Regions from separate parts of the Zea mays genome. Here region 1 is linked to region 2. The links are chromatin contacts, called in public Hi-C maps. All regions are on one chromosome and are shown on one strand. The core of a region is the stretch at or near the end of the contact, and the rest is flanking DNA. Distances in the headings are between cores, read along the strand shown. Region 1 holds the start of LOC100191566 (Phospholipase A2-alpha). Region 2 holds the start of LOC100281521.

What was found. A called contact is a pair of places that touch in the nucleus more often than the background predicts.
Region 1: a Hi-C map of leaf shows a contact between it and region 2, with 6 times the contacts expected there. The contact joins the promoter of LOC100191566 here to the promoter of LOC100281521 in region 2. A contact is called at or near these places in 10 of 25 Hi-C or Micro-C datasets (bundle sheath, ear, endosperm and 4 more) and 2 of 3 datasets of contacts at active chromatin or transcription factors (leaf and seedling).

The regions. Positions count from the first base shown.
Region 1 is chr5:12,274,378-12,281,119 of Zm-B73-REFERENCE-NAM-5.0, reverse strand. It overlaps LOC100191566 (Phospholipase A2-alpha), which reads left to right and starts at 3,929. Exons shown (of 4, transcript NM_001136996.1): 1 at 3,929-4,100; 2 at 4,269-4,317; 3 at 4,387-4,509; 4 at 4,669-5,176. The coding sequence starts at 3,981. The coding sequence ends at 4,841. LOC109939630 (outer envelope protein 64, chloroplastic) reads right to left here and starts at 1,975. Exons shown (of 9, transcript XM_035958869.1): 1 at 1,882-1,975; 2 at 1,576-1,698. The coding sequence starts at 1,975. It also overlaps the pseudogene LOC103643009.
Region 2 is chr5:12,128,761-12,136,587 of Zm-B73-REFERENCE-NAM-5.0, reverse strand. LOC100281521 reads right to left here and starts at 6,173. Exons shown (of 3, transcript NR_164199.1): 1 at 3,797-6,173; 2 at 3,377-3,449; 3 at 2,367-2,614. LOC118471985 (a long non-coding RNA gene) reads left to right here. Exons shown (of 2, transcript XR_004849352.1): 2 at 304-465.

The DNA.
Region 1 (6,742 bases), core at 2,680-5,179, 150 kb before region 2:
GAATAATTACCATTAGGAAAGACAGAGCATAAACCACGAAGTGACATCATCCCATTGCATATACAGCAAATCAAGTATTCAAAATGTGAATAGTATAATACCTGGTAATGAAGGGCCAAGAGGGAAATGGCTGTGATGCATGCACACATGGATAGTGACGGTTCTTTTTCTCGGACATGCAGAAGAGTTGTGTGTCATTACTCATTGTAGTGATGGTTCATGACCAGAAATTCTTAGACAATTTATTCCATCCTTTCAAAAATTCAACCAGTTACATGATTTTAAAGAGACTGTCAAACTGTGGAACAATTGGGAGCACATAAATACTATTGAAGAGTCATCCTTGAATAAAAGTTAACAGAGAAGATACTGAAGACCTTTTTGAGAATAAGTTTTTTAAGACCATCTTTGGGGAACTTAACGACTCTGCCTTCTATAGAGGTTCTGTTGGCCAGGCTGCTGCTGTCGTGCATGGCACCAAGGCTTGTGTTGGCGTTGTTCTTGACGATGAAAATTGCCTCAAAGGATGCTCAGGTACGCCACCTGCTCCTCTACCTTCACCTTCATCTTGACCTGCAAGGGAGCAGAAGCAGCCGAGCACGACGTGGCCAGCAACCATGGCAACCAACTTCTCCTTGTCAGAGTGGCGGTGGCATTGATAGGGGACATGGATGCTACCGTTTGGTTCCTGCAGGATCTGGTCTCTGGTATCTAGGATCTTGTGTGAACAGCACCACTGTTTAAAAGGCGTCGCCTAGGCATCCAGGCGGCGGTTCAACGCCTTATCTCGCCATACCACTTTAAAAACCATGAACAGCACTTGGTTGGTGCTTGGAGAGATAAGGTGTGAGGAGAGCACATAAGTGGATAGAAACAAATGGGAATTGGTGAGGGATGAGGGATGACAAGCAGGGGAGCCTTGAAAAAACAGAGTGGTGGAGGTTTGGTGGTGGAAACCATGTCTTTAAATTAATTGGGGAAATGGGCATATGCAGAAGAAGTAACCAATGCGTCGACACACGATGAGGAGCATTTCCTCTGTTCAATTCGTGTTCCTTTGCGGCCTTCGTTTTGCTATCAGGAGAGTCATGCATAAAGCTGTCTGATGCGAGGCAATTTACTCTAGCATATCCACATTTGCAAGGCAAAACAAGCTCTGTCATTCATACTCCTTTGTTGATCCTTTTTGGCTCAGGCAAGCCATGCACGAATTTGTCTAGTGTGAGGAAATTTACTGTCAATTGACAGAGCATATCCACTTTTACAACGTAGAGCAAGCTAAAGAAAACACAGAATCGTGTTATGATGCAATCGATAAGAGCAAAAGCATGCAAAACTTAGGCATGATGAGCATCAAATGCACCATGTCAAACGAATTTGTATCGCCCTAGCTCAGTGATACCAGCCAAAAATTCAACCACTCACAACATCATACGTGATATATATATAACACGCTAGCATTATCCAATCGATCGAATTACTAAGCATGACTCTAAAAGGCCTTCCACCGATCTAAATCCGAAGCTAAAGCATAGAATCAATCAAACACGAGTGTCGGGGGTCGCTAAAGCTTACGCGTCAGCGATGGCGAAGCAGAGTCCGGTGAGCGGGTGGGGCGCCTGCGGCGGCGGAGGCTGGGGCGGCGGGAGGAGCTCGAGGCGGGCGATGAAGGCGCCGTGGTCGGGGCGCGCAGGGCGCCTCAGTCGCCGCGCCGCCAGGAGGATGCCCGCGATGCCGAGGCCAAGCAGTACCCAGAGGTTAGCGGCGGACCCTGAGGACGCCATGGACGAGGAGAGCGGGCTGAGGCTCGGGCTCGTGTACTCCGCGCGGGCAAGGGTTTTAGCACGCCACCTGGGGTTTTGACTTTCGAGGCGGGCGTACGGGCGCAGAAGAGGACGACGATAGACGGCGAGAGCTGGAAGAGAAAGGCGAGGCGGCGTGAGAAGACGTCACGTGGCAGTTTGATGACGCACATTTAAAACTGTTTAAATTCTTATATCTTTAAATCAAAAAAGTTTATTTTAAATAACATTTGACATTGACTCGGTTTGTTAAGCTAGTTTCAAAAATGTGCCTCAAACAACGCATTAAACTATAGTACATGTGTGATGCGTATTGTGAGTGTAAAGCTTTATTCGCTATGATAGTGTGAAAAATACAAGAAGGCTAATGTGAGGGACATTCTTCCAGACGAGAAAGAAAAATAGTTCGCTCGTCCCATTATGGACCTCCTGCAGAGTTTACCTCTCAATCTCGCGTCGTTTGTAAGTGTTGCTTGAGTTGTAGCGACGAGGTAATACTGAAGTTATGTATTGTAGCAGTTGTTTTTAAGTTACGCTCCCGTAAGATTTGGCTACTAGGTGGTACTAAAATTGTGCTTCCATTTAGTAATAAGAACATGGATGTTCTCATGTTCATGACCTGAATATAATCCAAACAGCCCACAAGAGAAGCGGTTCTGTCTTTGATTTTTTTTTGACGAGCTTTTCTGAGAATTTGGTTATAAAAACAATATGATTATGGAGAGAATCTAAGTAGCCTGAGAATTACATGCGGAGAGAGTCGAATGACAAGATTTAAGGATTAGATCAGATTAGGACCAGACCTTATTATATTCATTCTTTAACTAAAACTTATTTAAGACCCTATATTTCTGAAAAGGTATTTGGATCGTGATACTTTACCACCCCTAAGTGGATAGAGTGTCGGCCTAAGAGCATGTTTGGTTCGTGGCTAACTGTGTCATAGTTTGCCTAAGGTTAGTCGTCCGAATCGAATAACTAACCTTAGGCATAAAAGTTAGGCAAAATGTGGAAAGTTAGGCAGGAAATTTGAGAGTTGAAAATCTTGGGATTTAACGATAACCGGTAATTTTTCTCATTCCCGATTCGATCCGGGACCAGTTTCCGTATGTGTTTTTTTATTTTCATTTAAAATTTTGAAATTTTGATAAAAAAAATAAAAAAAACAGGAAAATCATTGTAAACGACTAGATTTTAGTATTATTTTAGATTTCCCTTTTTAAAAAGTCAATCATTATTGTTTTTTTAACAACAAATTTGGTCAAAAAAGGCTTCTTAGCAATTTGTCGCTGGATTTTGTTTTTTTATTTAAAAACATGTGTACCGGGATTTGGTGAGAAACAACGAAAAGCTGTTCCTTTTCTATGGAAAACCGCTCGAGAAACATCAGAAACCATTTTTCAAAATTTAAAATCACGAGCCGTTCAGGTTAGCGGTTTTTGGACGTTTTTCGGACGGTTTCCCGTTCCCGATGACTAGCGGTTTTTAGCGGGAAAACGGTTTGATAAACCCTGATGTAATGTAAGTGTGGTATCACACAGGTATTATTGTGTTCTAGTTACAACATGCTCTAATAAAAGAAAAGAAAAATAACGTGGCAGTGGCACTCACACATGCCACGCGGCGTGACAGCAATGGCAGATCCAGAGAGCATGAACGCTGAGAAACCAAAACCCTAGAATAAACTCGGAGCCCGTTGAACGCAACAAAAGACAAAGAGGGCATCGGCGGCCCGGCCCATCCCGTCGCACTGGCTCAGTGCACGCTGCGCTGGCTCAGCTGTAAGCTGTTGGTGCATGCACAGCAACAGCAGGGGGGCGCGGTGTCTCTTGTGTGCTGGCAACTGGCAGTCTGGCACGCCCGTGAGCTGCACAGCCAACAAGGCCCCGTCCGCTCACGGGATGAATACGACCAAACGCGCGCCCGCCCTGCCCCATCTTCACTCACCTCCCGCATTTCTGTCCACCTCCTGGCCTGGCCAGCCACTGCCGCAAGCCCGCACCGCAACTGCAGTTGAGTGAGACCAGTTCGCCGCCCCTAGATAATCTCGCCTCTCCAGGGACGGCAGGCCGTGCCGTGCCGTCACGACAGACCAGACCAGACCAGACCAGAGAGAGCTAGTGCGTGCCAGCGCGCGGTGGGAGAGAGAGACTTCGTTCTAGAGCTCCCGTGAGGACGATGGAGCGGGGCAGTTCCTGGCGGCTCACGGTGGTCGCCGGCACCCTTGTCTGCGCGTCCCTCTTCTCGCCGCCCGCCGCCGCGCTCAATGTCGGCGTCCAGTCCGCCGGCGACGACGCGGTACGTACGTACGCAGACTAAATTATGGTTGGAATAGCTTTCAGCCTTTCACCACGCTCATCCACACGCACACACACACACATATGCATATGCAGCACGTCGTTGCCCACTAATCTAGCTCCACTCCACTCCCCTGTACGCTAATTGCGCTCTTTGGTTCGCGCGCAGAGCAAGCAGCAGGCGTGCAGCCGCACGTGCGAGTCGGACCACTGCACGAGTACGTACAGTTAACCCGCCTCTTCCATGATCTTCTGCCGCTCTCACCGGCGTTAATTCTTTGCGACAGCGCCGCCGTTCCTGCGGTACGGCAAGTACTGCGGCATCATGTACAGCGGCTGCCCCGGCGAGCCGCCGTGCGACGCGCTGGACGCCTGCTGCATGCACCACGACAACTGCGTCCAGGCAAAGAGTACGTCTGCGTTGCTCCAGTCGTCGTCTTCAGTTCCTATAGCTCCAGTAGTGAATCTTCAGTTCCTATAGCTCCAGTAGTGAATCTTCAGTTCGACAGCACGCACGGACGTGGGCTGACGACGGCTGCTGCGCGCGTGTTGTGTACTACCATGTGCAGTGGACTACCTGAGCACGGCCTGCAACGAGGCGCTGCTGGACTGCCTGGCCAAGCTGCGGGAGGGCACGTCCACGTTCGAGGGGAACAGGTGCATGATCGACCAGGTCATCGACGTGATCTCGCTCGTCATAGAGGCCGCCGTCGTCGCCGGCAGGGTGCTGCACAAGCCCTAGCCGCACGCGCCGGGGCGCCGGGCGTGGTGGGCGCGCAGGGACATGTGTAGCACAGCAGCCTGCGCCCTGCGGTTGGTGGGTGGCACACATCTTTTTCGTGCTTGGGCAGGGTGGCGGCGTCCTGGACGGGGGCCCGGGCGGCGTCGGCTCACATGGCAGCTCGTGTCGTTGTGTGCCTACTAGCTGGCTAGCTCCCAGTCCCTCAGCCCGGCGGCCTAAACCGACGACAAGATATATGGAGATCACTCCTTAAAGAAAGCTTCTTTGGTTTTAAGCAACTCGTGTCCCTATCACACTGTATTACCGTACAAGTATAAAGAAAGTTTCCTCTTGCTGGTTTTGGTTTCTTGGAGAATCCGTATTCGACACACTACAGTCCACACAACTGTAGCTTACGCTGTTGCAAATGATGAATAATACAGAGCGTGTACTTCGATTAAGGATCTTGTACTTGTCTGTTTCTGGGACTGAGAGGGCAGCCGCGGCGCACCCACTGAAACGTTTGGCCTCGACACTCATTGCTGCCAAGTACGTCCTTCGGATGCTTCATGCATACAAATATTGAACTAGTAGCTCGTTGTGTCCGTCATACCCTCATAAGCTCAGCAGACAGCAGTCAGGAATGACCAAAACTGCAAAAGGTGAACGCCTAAGAACAGAACAGAGCAGCTGCACGCCTGCGCCGAAGAGCAGGGCAGCATTCCCTGATCAAATGGGGAGGAGTGAGCTTGTGTTGCTCCCTTCATTTAGCACCAACAAATGCGGCACAATAGTAATAACTGGAGATTTATTGGATGCGAAGAAAAAACATAAAATGCAAATGAGGGCACTACAGTGGCAAGAGTATCTACGGTGCCGTTTGGTTCACAGAATACAACGTAAATGGTAATGATTGACACTCAAGTGACATCGGCAATAAGTTTGAATATGTTGGTATCAGTTTTTAGTGTGGGATCTGATTATGGTTGGACCTAAACAAACATGATTTAACGTTATCAATTACCCATCACGTTACAATGTGAACCAAATAGCACCTACAACTTACGTGTTTACGGGCGAAACAGAAACAGCATGGCTCAGCTTGACTCCCCATTTTATTGTGTAAGGAAGCGATCCACAAATCACTTGCTGGGAATCTCTGTTGTTTTACTGCACTACTGATTATCTGGTTTTGCTAAGACACATACAGCGGTTCAGGGGCCGTTTTCCTCTGTATCCTGATAAAACAAAAGAAATTGTCAGAAAAACGAAGGGAATATAAAAACTAATGTCAACACTAAATGTGCATCAGTGGTGAAGCTCAAGCAGACTGGACGTAGGTGCAATTGCCTCGTGGGTGCATAAACTTATGCTATAAGGGGTGCATATATAGTAGAATTTTTAGTCATAACACTATTTTTTGTAATTTTTAGCCCCCTTATGTGCATCATTAGCGTGTGCATGAGGCGTACATGTTCAGCAATGCGTAGAAACTAGTCGCCTCGTTTCATAACCAAAGGTGAGTGTATCTATACTTCTGAAACATTAACCTTATCCTCCTACTTTACACGTTACAGATATTATCAACTGACCAAACAGCAACATTGTCAACTGAAACATCATATTATTGTAAGTGTGTAGGTCGCCACCTTAATAAGATACAGAATAAACCTAATAATCAAATGGGAAATTGATGCACAAAATGTGTTATATTGTTTGTCAATGTGGTTACCAAGCACTAACATGTTTTGGTTTAGTGAAAAGTGCAAACTACCACACGAACATACCAATGAGATAATTATTCAGTTGTCACAAGCTTGACTTCAGAAGGAAAACAGTGCTAGCCACACCCGATTCAATATTGAGGACAGAATTTAGAAGGATTTTTAAACTCAAATAACGCAGATAATCAATTATGCCAA
Region 2 (7,827 bases), core at 4,924-7,423:
GACAATTTAGCTAAGCGAGGTTGGAAAGGTTGTTTAAAATGCAGATTTTGTAATCAAAATGAGTCTATTCAACATCTGTTTTTTGATTGTTACCTTGCTAGAAATATTTGGAGAATTATTTACTTTGCCTTAAATATAGAGAGACCGAACAATATTAATCATATAATTGGGTCCTGGATTGCTAACAAGGGAACAACACATAGAAAAAAACTTCTAATTGGAGTGGCGGCAATGTTTTGGCCTATTTGGCTTTGTCGCAATAATGTTGTTTTTACTTTTAAACCAAAACCATCAATTATGCAGGTTCTTTTCAGGGCAACATACTGGCTCAGATTCTGGAGATTGTTGCAGAAAGAACAACCTCAACACGAGATCCTTGTTGTATGTCGATCCTTAGAGGTGGTGGCTATGGAGATCTTTGCAAGCCATGGATGGAGGTCCAATGCTAGATTAAAAGGAGCTTGATTTGTTGATGTTTTATTTCAAAGAATGTTTACGATGGATGATTGTTTTTTTTCGATTTGTAAGGCCGTATGTAAGAGATTGCAAAAGGGTGGAACATTTTGTTTCCATAATAAAAAAAAATGCATGGGACCTGCAGAGTTTTAACCACAAAGTTGCAGCTGAGCCTACTAACTCATAAGGAAGAATTTCCCTGCTGGCTTACCGCAGTTTCCCGGTCGGCTTGTAGCTCCTAGCTTAGTAAACAAAGATACAAAGAAAGAAACATGGCGCTCAGGAATCTGCAGATTAATAAACAAGTAAAGAAACTGGAGCAGGATCTCCAAATGGTAGACATCTCCCTTCGAAGCAACAAAACTAAATACTGGAACAGATAAAGCAAAATCTGAACAAACTGAAATCTGGCAACAGAACTGAATATTGGAACTCAAACTGAAAATATCGTGCGTTTTACAAGCATGGCCACATTTAGTAGCTATTAGTAAAGATAGCTATAAATAGAACCATCTTTGCTTCACAGCTAGTTCTGCAGGCAATCCCTATTCCCCAGTATGAATTTATAGCATAAATAAGAAACCTTAATCTTGGAGACAGAAACTTACTGGAACAACATGACAAGTTCCAAGTTCACATGAAACAACGTCTCCGTTACAGTTTCCAAGTTTCTGATTGTACTTGTAAGTAAACATATAAAACCAATATTATGTTGCACTGCAGACACCATGAAATGGTTATATTACAGTTAATATCTTGCACGACAAACACCATTGAAACAGGAACAAATTTATCTTCATCTGGGTTATATTAGACTACATCCTGCACTGCATACACAACCAAATTAAGCACGTATGCAGACAAGGATAAAATTTACTCACCAGATTGAACGAATTCCACTCAAGCACCCTGCCTGGCGTAAACTGGGAAAGATGAATGCTCTCTACAGATCCGGTCTACACCTCAAATTTCTCAGCCTCTGTTGGCTGGGAACACGATGATGCGAGGGAAGAAGGCGGCGGCAGGGGCTGTACATGGCGGCGAGGTCACAAGGGCACAGGAAACCCGGGAGGGCGCGAGATGTACACGGCAGCGAGGATGCAAGGGTGAAGGCACAGAAACCAGAGCGAGAGCGCGCGGGCATGGGAACCAGAGGGGGAGGGCGCGGGAGGGAGCAGGAGGGGTGGGACAGCGTGTCGGCCTAGAGATGGCGAGTCTCGAGGGCTAGCTAGCGACCGGGATGCGACGCCGAGCAAGATGCAATGGCGAGCTTGCGAGCCTGTTGGAAGCTGTTTGCACGGGGTTTTCTAATTTTGTACGGAGGACAGGCTGTTTACCCAGCCTGTTGAAGTTGCCGTAAGACCCTGTTTGGATCCTCCTAGCTTATTGTTTGTTAATGGCTAATAATTAGCTAACAAATAATTAGCTAGCAAAAATTAGTCATTTTTCCCTCTATATGATCTATTAGCAAGGTTAAATAGCTAATGGGTAAACAGTTTGTCAGCGCTCCAGTTAACAATTAGTCAATTTGTTAGTCGACCTGTTTAGAGGTTAAGGTGCTAAAACAATTAGTCAATTTGTTAGTCGACCTGTTTAGAGGTTAAGGTGCTAAAATTAGCCGACAAAATGTTTACCACAAGGATCAAAACAGGCCTAAACCTGATCAATTAACCATGACAAACGGAGTAGGGAAGGAAAAAGCGGAATAGGTAAAGGGTATCCAGATCACACAGCGAAAAGATTGATACCATGAACAAACAGCCGGTTAAAATGACAGTCAATTCCAGATTCCTCGTACAAACAGTACCCATCTTACTATTGCTTGACTTTACTGTTTGAAATCAAAATATATACCAATCGTTGCCGAAGAATCTATCCGATATAGATAAGGTACTTGATAAATTTTATCTATTAGGAGTAAATTCCAAAGAAAACAGCGGTAATTACAACCCATTTTCAAATCAAGCTAGTAGTAAGCAATGCAACAGTTCAGATAGAAAACAGATTCACAACACCATACAAGAATCAACACCCACAAGTACAGTTCTCTAGACGTATAGATTTCTCTCTAAGGTTTCAACAATTGACAAAAATCAACACCCACAAGTACAGTTTAACATACTTCACTTCACTACTTCAGCGTGATCTCATAATCAAACTGCAAATAGAAAAAAAAAATCCCAGGGAACATATCAGTGCAATAAGTAAAATTATTTAATACTAGAATTATAGAACACATTAACTGCATGGTTGACGAGTAAATTACCACTGCAATATGAGAAGGCGTATATCTGTCATAAAAAAGTATGCCATCCTTTGCTGAGATTTGGACGGCAGGTGTGAGGTGTCTCGACTATCAAAATGCATTCCCTAACATAAATTCTTGTGCCTAACAGTTCTAGGACCGTGAGCTCCAATGCAACACCACAGATAAGATATTACACTGTAGTACAAGCATATGACCAACACACAGAGCATCTAATATAAAAGCATGATAAACAGTTTAACTACTGAATCTTAAGCAGAATATGTGCTACACTATCTACAAATATCATATTAGGTTATTCTGCATGAACATCTGTTCAGTTCCCTAGAACAGATCACACACATTGATGGTCAATTACTCACTGGACAAATCGCAGATGTCTCATTTTGAGATCTGATGATGAAAATGCATCTTTTTGCTACACGGTTCTACCCAGAATGACCAGCAACTAGTGATTCGACTGCCTTTAGCACCAACTTCGACACTACTCCTTAAGCACCAACAACATTGACACTACATAAGCTCAGAAGTTTAATGCATATTGCTTAACCATTAAACCATATTATTCTGAACACAAGCAAGATGAAACTATAAAATCAAACATTAAACCACATAACGGGAACACAAAAGGCAATGATAAGAAATTAACAGCACCTCTTCAGATAAATGAAATGTGAACCACAATTGATCAATCTCCATAATGAAGATCTGATACAATATATGCCCTCTGCAAAAAAATGATAAAAAGAATGACTCCGGAGCAATATGCTACCAAATATAAAACAGCATTTATAGAACATATACGAGATACTAATGACTCCAGAGCAATATGCTACCAAATATAAAACAGCATTCATAGAACATATTCAAGATACTAGAAACCAGCCATGTCAAATCTTGAAGAATAGCACAAAAATTTTGATATGATACACATGTCCACTGCTAAATCACCACCGAAACATACTAAAGTTACGACAATAAAGCCAGTTTCCGAACAGAAAAATAGAACCAAATCTAATCATCATAGTTTTTGGACCTCATAAGTACATATTTCTAACCGTCAAAGTTTTGTACCTCATAAATACTAAACTAGGTCCCTCCATCTGGTAGAAGTTGAGCTCATAATAGTTCAAAGATCTTCAGTCTCTTCTAAGGTAGATTACTTCAATGATTTGCAAAGACTGTATCATTTCGCCTTGGAGGTCTATCAGGAATTGAGCCTGGCTTAAATTTTGATGCCTCATGCCTTGCAAGTTCAGGTGGTACGGGACTGTTGCTCTGCATAAGCATCTGTTTCAGATCAAAGAAAATATCAGTGTTCTCGTAAGTTAAAAATGAACTTGCTACTCCCTTCTTTCCAGCACGACCTGTCCTTCCAATGCGATGTGTGTATGTGTCGATTGAACTAGGCATCTCATAGTTAATCACGTGTGCAACATCAGGAATATCAATACCACGTCCTGCAACATCAGTAGCCACAAGAACATTGAACCGACGGTTTCTAAATCCATCAAGGCTAATCTCTCTCTGGTCTTGTGACTTCCCACCATGTAGGGTTGTGACGCGGAAGCCTGCCTTGTCCAGATCCTTGGCGCGCATGTCCGCTGTCTTCTTAGTATTGCAGAACACAATGGCAGTCTTGTCTCCAAGATCCGTGAGTATCTTCTGGAGCCGTGGCATCTTCTCAGACTCCTTCACCATGATCACATTCTGGGTGATCAGATCAGTGGCCTTGCCAGCCGTACCAATTGTCACAACAACTGGGTTTCGGAGATACTTCCTAGCAAGACGTTCCACAGCAGGAGGCATGGTGGCACTGAACATATAAGTAGTTCTGTAAATCCTTTTCTCATCAAGTTCCTCATCCTCATTTTCAGGTTTCAAGTTACTCGATGGCATCGCGTCAAGGACACCAACAACTTGTGGCTCAAAGCCCATATCAATCATCCTATCAGCCTCATCGAGCACAACATAGTTGCACTGGTTGAGAACAGCATACCTCCTTTCCAAGCAATCAAGAAGCCGACCAGGTGTGGCAATTACAATCTCACAGCCCTGCCTAATCTTGAAACCCTGCTCCTCAATTGACTGGCCACCAACAATTGAGACAACTTTAAGGCCTAGATAGGTTGCAAATTTCACAGTCTCCTCCTCAATCTGTTGAGCAAGCTCACGAGTAGGTGCCATAACAACGGCATAGGGACCCTCGGCCTCATTCTCCTCGCTTATGGGTGGCAATCGGGTAATGTAAGACAACATGGGGAGTACAAAAGCTGCAGTCTTTCCAGAACCTGTCTCAGCAATACCAATAACATCACGCTGCTGTAGACCTAGCGGAATGGCAGCCATCTGGATTGGTGACGGTTTTTCATATCCAGCCTTGTCAATAGCACGAAGCAACTCGGTGCCAAGCTTGCTTTCACTCCACTTTCGCATCGGTCGGGGTATGCGAGAACCCTTATAGGAGATATTGAAATCCTCACGGAAAATTCGCCAATCCCGCTCAGTCATCTCCTCGAGTGTCTTTTCGGACCAGTGCCTGTCCACACGCATATCGAAAGCATCATAAATTTCAGCAGCAGCAGCCTTCTTCTTATCTACCGCATCATCCTCCGGACGGTCCTCCACACCAGCCTTGCGCCGCAGCTCTGCACGGGTCTCCTTCTCGTGCACAGCTGCCGCCTTCTTCTGCTCACGTCGGTCAATGCCGGCAAGGAAGCCCCGGCCAAAGAGCAGCCGGGCCTCGTGCGGCGACTGGTAGAGTGCATTCATGTCCCGGCTGGTGTCCTCGGTGTTTTCCCAGTCGAAGGAGAAGCGGAACTTCTCAGAGGGCTTGATAACCCGCTTCTTGGGCTTCTTGGACCCGAGGTACTGCTCCTTGATCGCGTCGAGCTCCTTCTCACGCTCCCGCTCCGCAATCTTCTCCAGCCGGTCCCTCTCCCGGTCCCCGCGATCCCTGTCGCGGTCCCGGTCCCGGTCCCTATCACGGTCGCGCCGGTCGCGGTCCCTGTCGCGGCGGGAGGAGTCATCTCGGTCGCGGTCCCTATCTCGATCTCGATCCCGATATCGGTCGCGGCGGGAGTCGTCGTCGCGGCGGCGTTCCCGGTCTTGGTCCCGGTCCCTGTCCCGGTCGGAGTCGCGGTTGGAGTTGGAGGAGTCGCGACGTGCGGGGTTGGAGCCGGACGGGGGAGGACCACCGGAAGTCGGCGGCGGAGGGGGCCGGGGCAGGGACTGGATGAGGTCGAGCGCGGTGCGGCGCTGGTCGGAGACGGCGGCCTGGCGGCGCTCAAGCGCGAGGCGCTCCCGCTCCGCCTTGGTGAGGAACACAGGCTTCACCGGCTCAGTCATCGCGTCGGCGGAGCGCTTCATCCCGGCGGCGCCGATGCGGCAAGTGGGGAGAAAGGTTTGCTGAGTGTGGGGCGGATGACGGTTTAGGGAACAGGTCAACCGTAGGTCCGTAGCTATTCACCTACGGTTAAGTCGTGTTAAGCCGTAGGGCTCAGATTTTTTTTCTTTCAAAAAGAGAATCTAGCTATAAAAAGAATTTAGACGTGAAGAAAATCCAAGTGTCATGGAGATTAAGGACGAAGTCAGAAAAAAATTAGAAGGTGCTGAACTAAACCACTATAGTATAGAAGCTCTTCTACGTTGTATATATACGCTAAAAATCTTATGAGAAGGTCAAGTGGAGCTCCATAGACTCAGTAGCGGTAGGAGGGGCTTGAGCCCCGTTCGTCCCACCGCTGCCTCCGTCCCTGATGGATATTACGTACGTAGAAAGATAAAAAAAGGTTTATAGAGTTTATGATATAAAAAGTGACGGTTTATAATGTGGCAACTGGCTGTTTCGATCTTTGTTGTTTGGTTCTCTTCTCTGGTTGATGCGAGATTTATTTATTTATTGGTTATTTAGGTCATGTTTGAGATAGCTCCAGCTTATAAATTTTATAGATTTAGTGGACTAGGTCATTAGATACTTCAGAAAATCATAAAGCGAGAGTTGTAAGCTTTTAGAAAATATTTAGATAAATTATTTCGTTTATTATTTAGATTAAAAATATTTTAAAAACTATTTAAATTGATATTATAAACTACAACTCATAGAACTCGGAGCCATCACAAACACTCCATAGAGCATGTTTGATAGAGCTCTAGATTGCTAAAAACCGTTTTAGCTCTAGCCTTTTTTTAAAAAATGCAGTTTTTTGTTGTTGTTGGAGTCAAACCAATTCACAAATTGTATGGCAAAAGAAACTCTTATTCTTTATGGCTTTTTGCAAAATTAAAAGGAAGCATAGCCAGAGTCGGTAAAGTTAGGATTTGTAGCTTTTCCTACCTAGTATAAAATAGCTCGGTCTTTTTATGTGCTTTTCGGTAGAAGCTATTTTAAGCGTTTAGTATGATTCTGATTTTTTTTCCCGCGGGAGAAGATAGAGTCGAAGCCCCTCTAATATTGGTCTGAGAGCAAACTACGTTGAGCTGTTGATTGATTGCACGAACTTTCTTTTGATCCTATCCGGTAACAATAGGCCCAAAGCACCCAAGCTGCATCGCGAAAGAAAGCCCACGAGAAATGAACTTCTTCAATCCCGTTTTCTGTAGAACCAGGCTGGTGAAGGAATCATGCATGTTGAGGCCGAGTTTGGCCCAAATCGATATACAGAAACCCGAACAGTTATTTCTTGCATTATGTCAACACAAGCTAGATCGACCTACATACACCCAAACAATTGGGCCCCGGATAACTCCTCTTTGCATTGGGGGCTATAAAAAATAATGATTTCACTAATGTCCTCACTATTCTACTGTACTAGCAGCGGCATTTGGCTGCAGAAGCTGCTAGAGACAACAACACGTCAACACTACCGCCGGAGGAGCAGGAGGCAACCGAGGTTGATGCAGCCGGCCAGCCGAGCCGTGCGCGAGCCGTCGATTGCCCCCCTGTCACATCTCGCATCATGACGCTTTAATCCGTGTCGCCCTGTACTACTTATATAGTGTTTTTATCTTTTTTTTATTACAACTGCAGTAGTTTAAAACCAACTTTAATTCGAAACAAACAGCCAGAGCCTTCTTCTGCCCGGTCCATGCTTAGAGGTAAAACA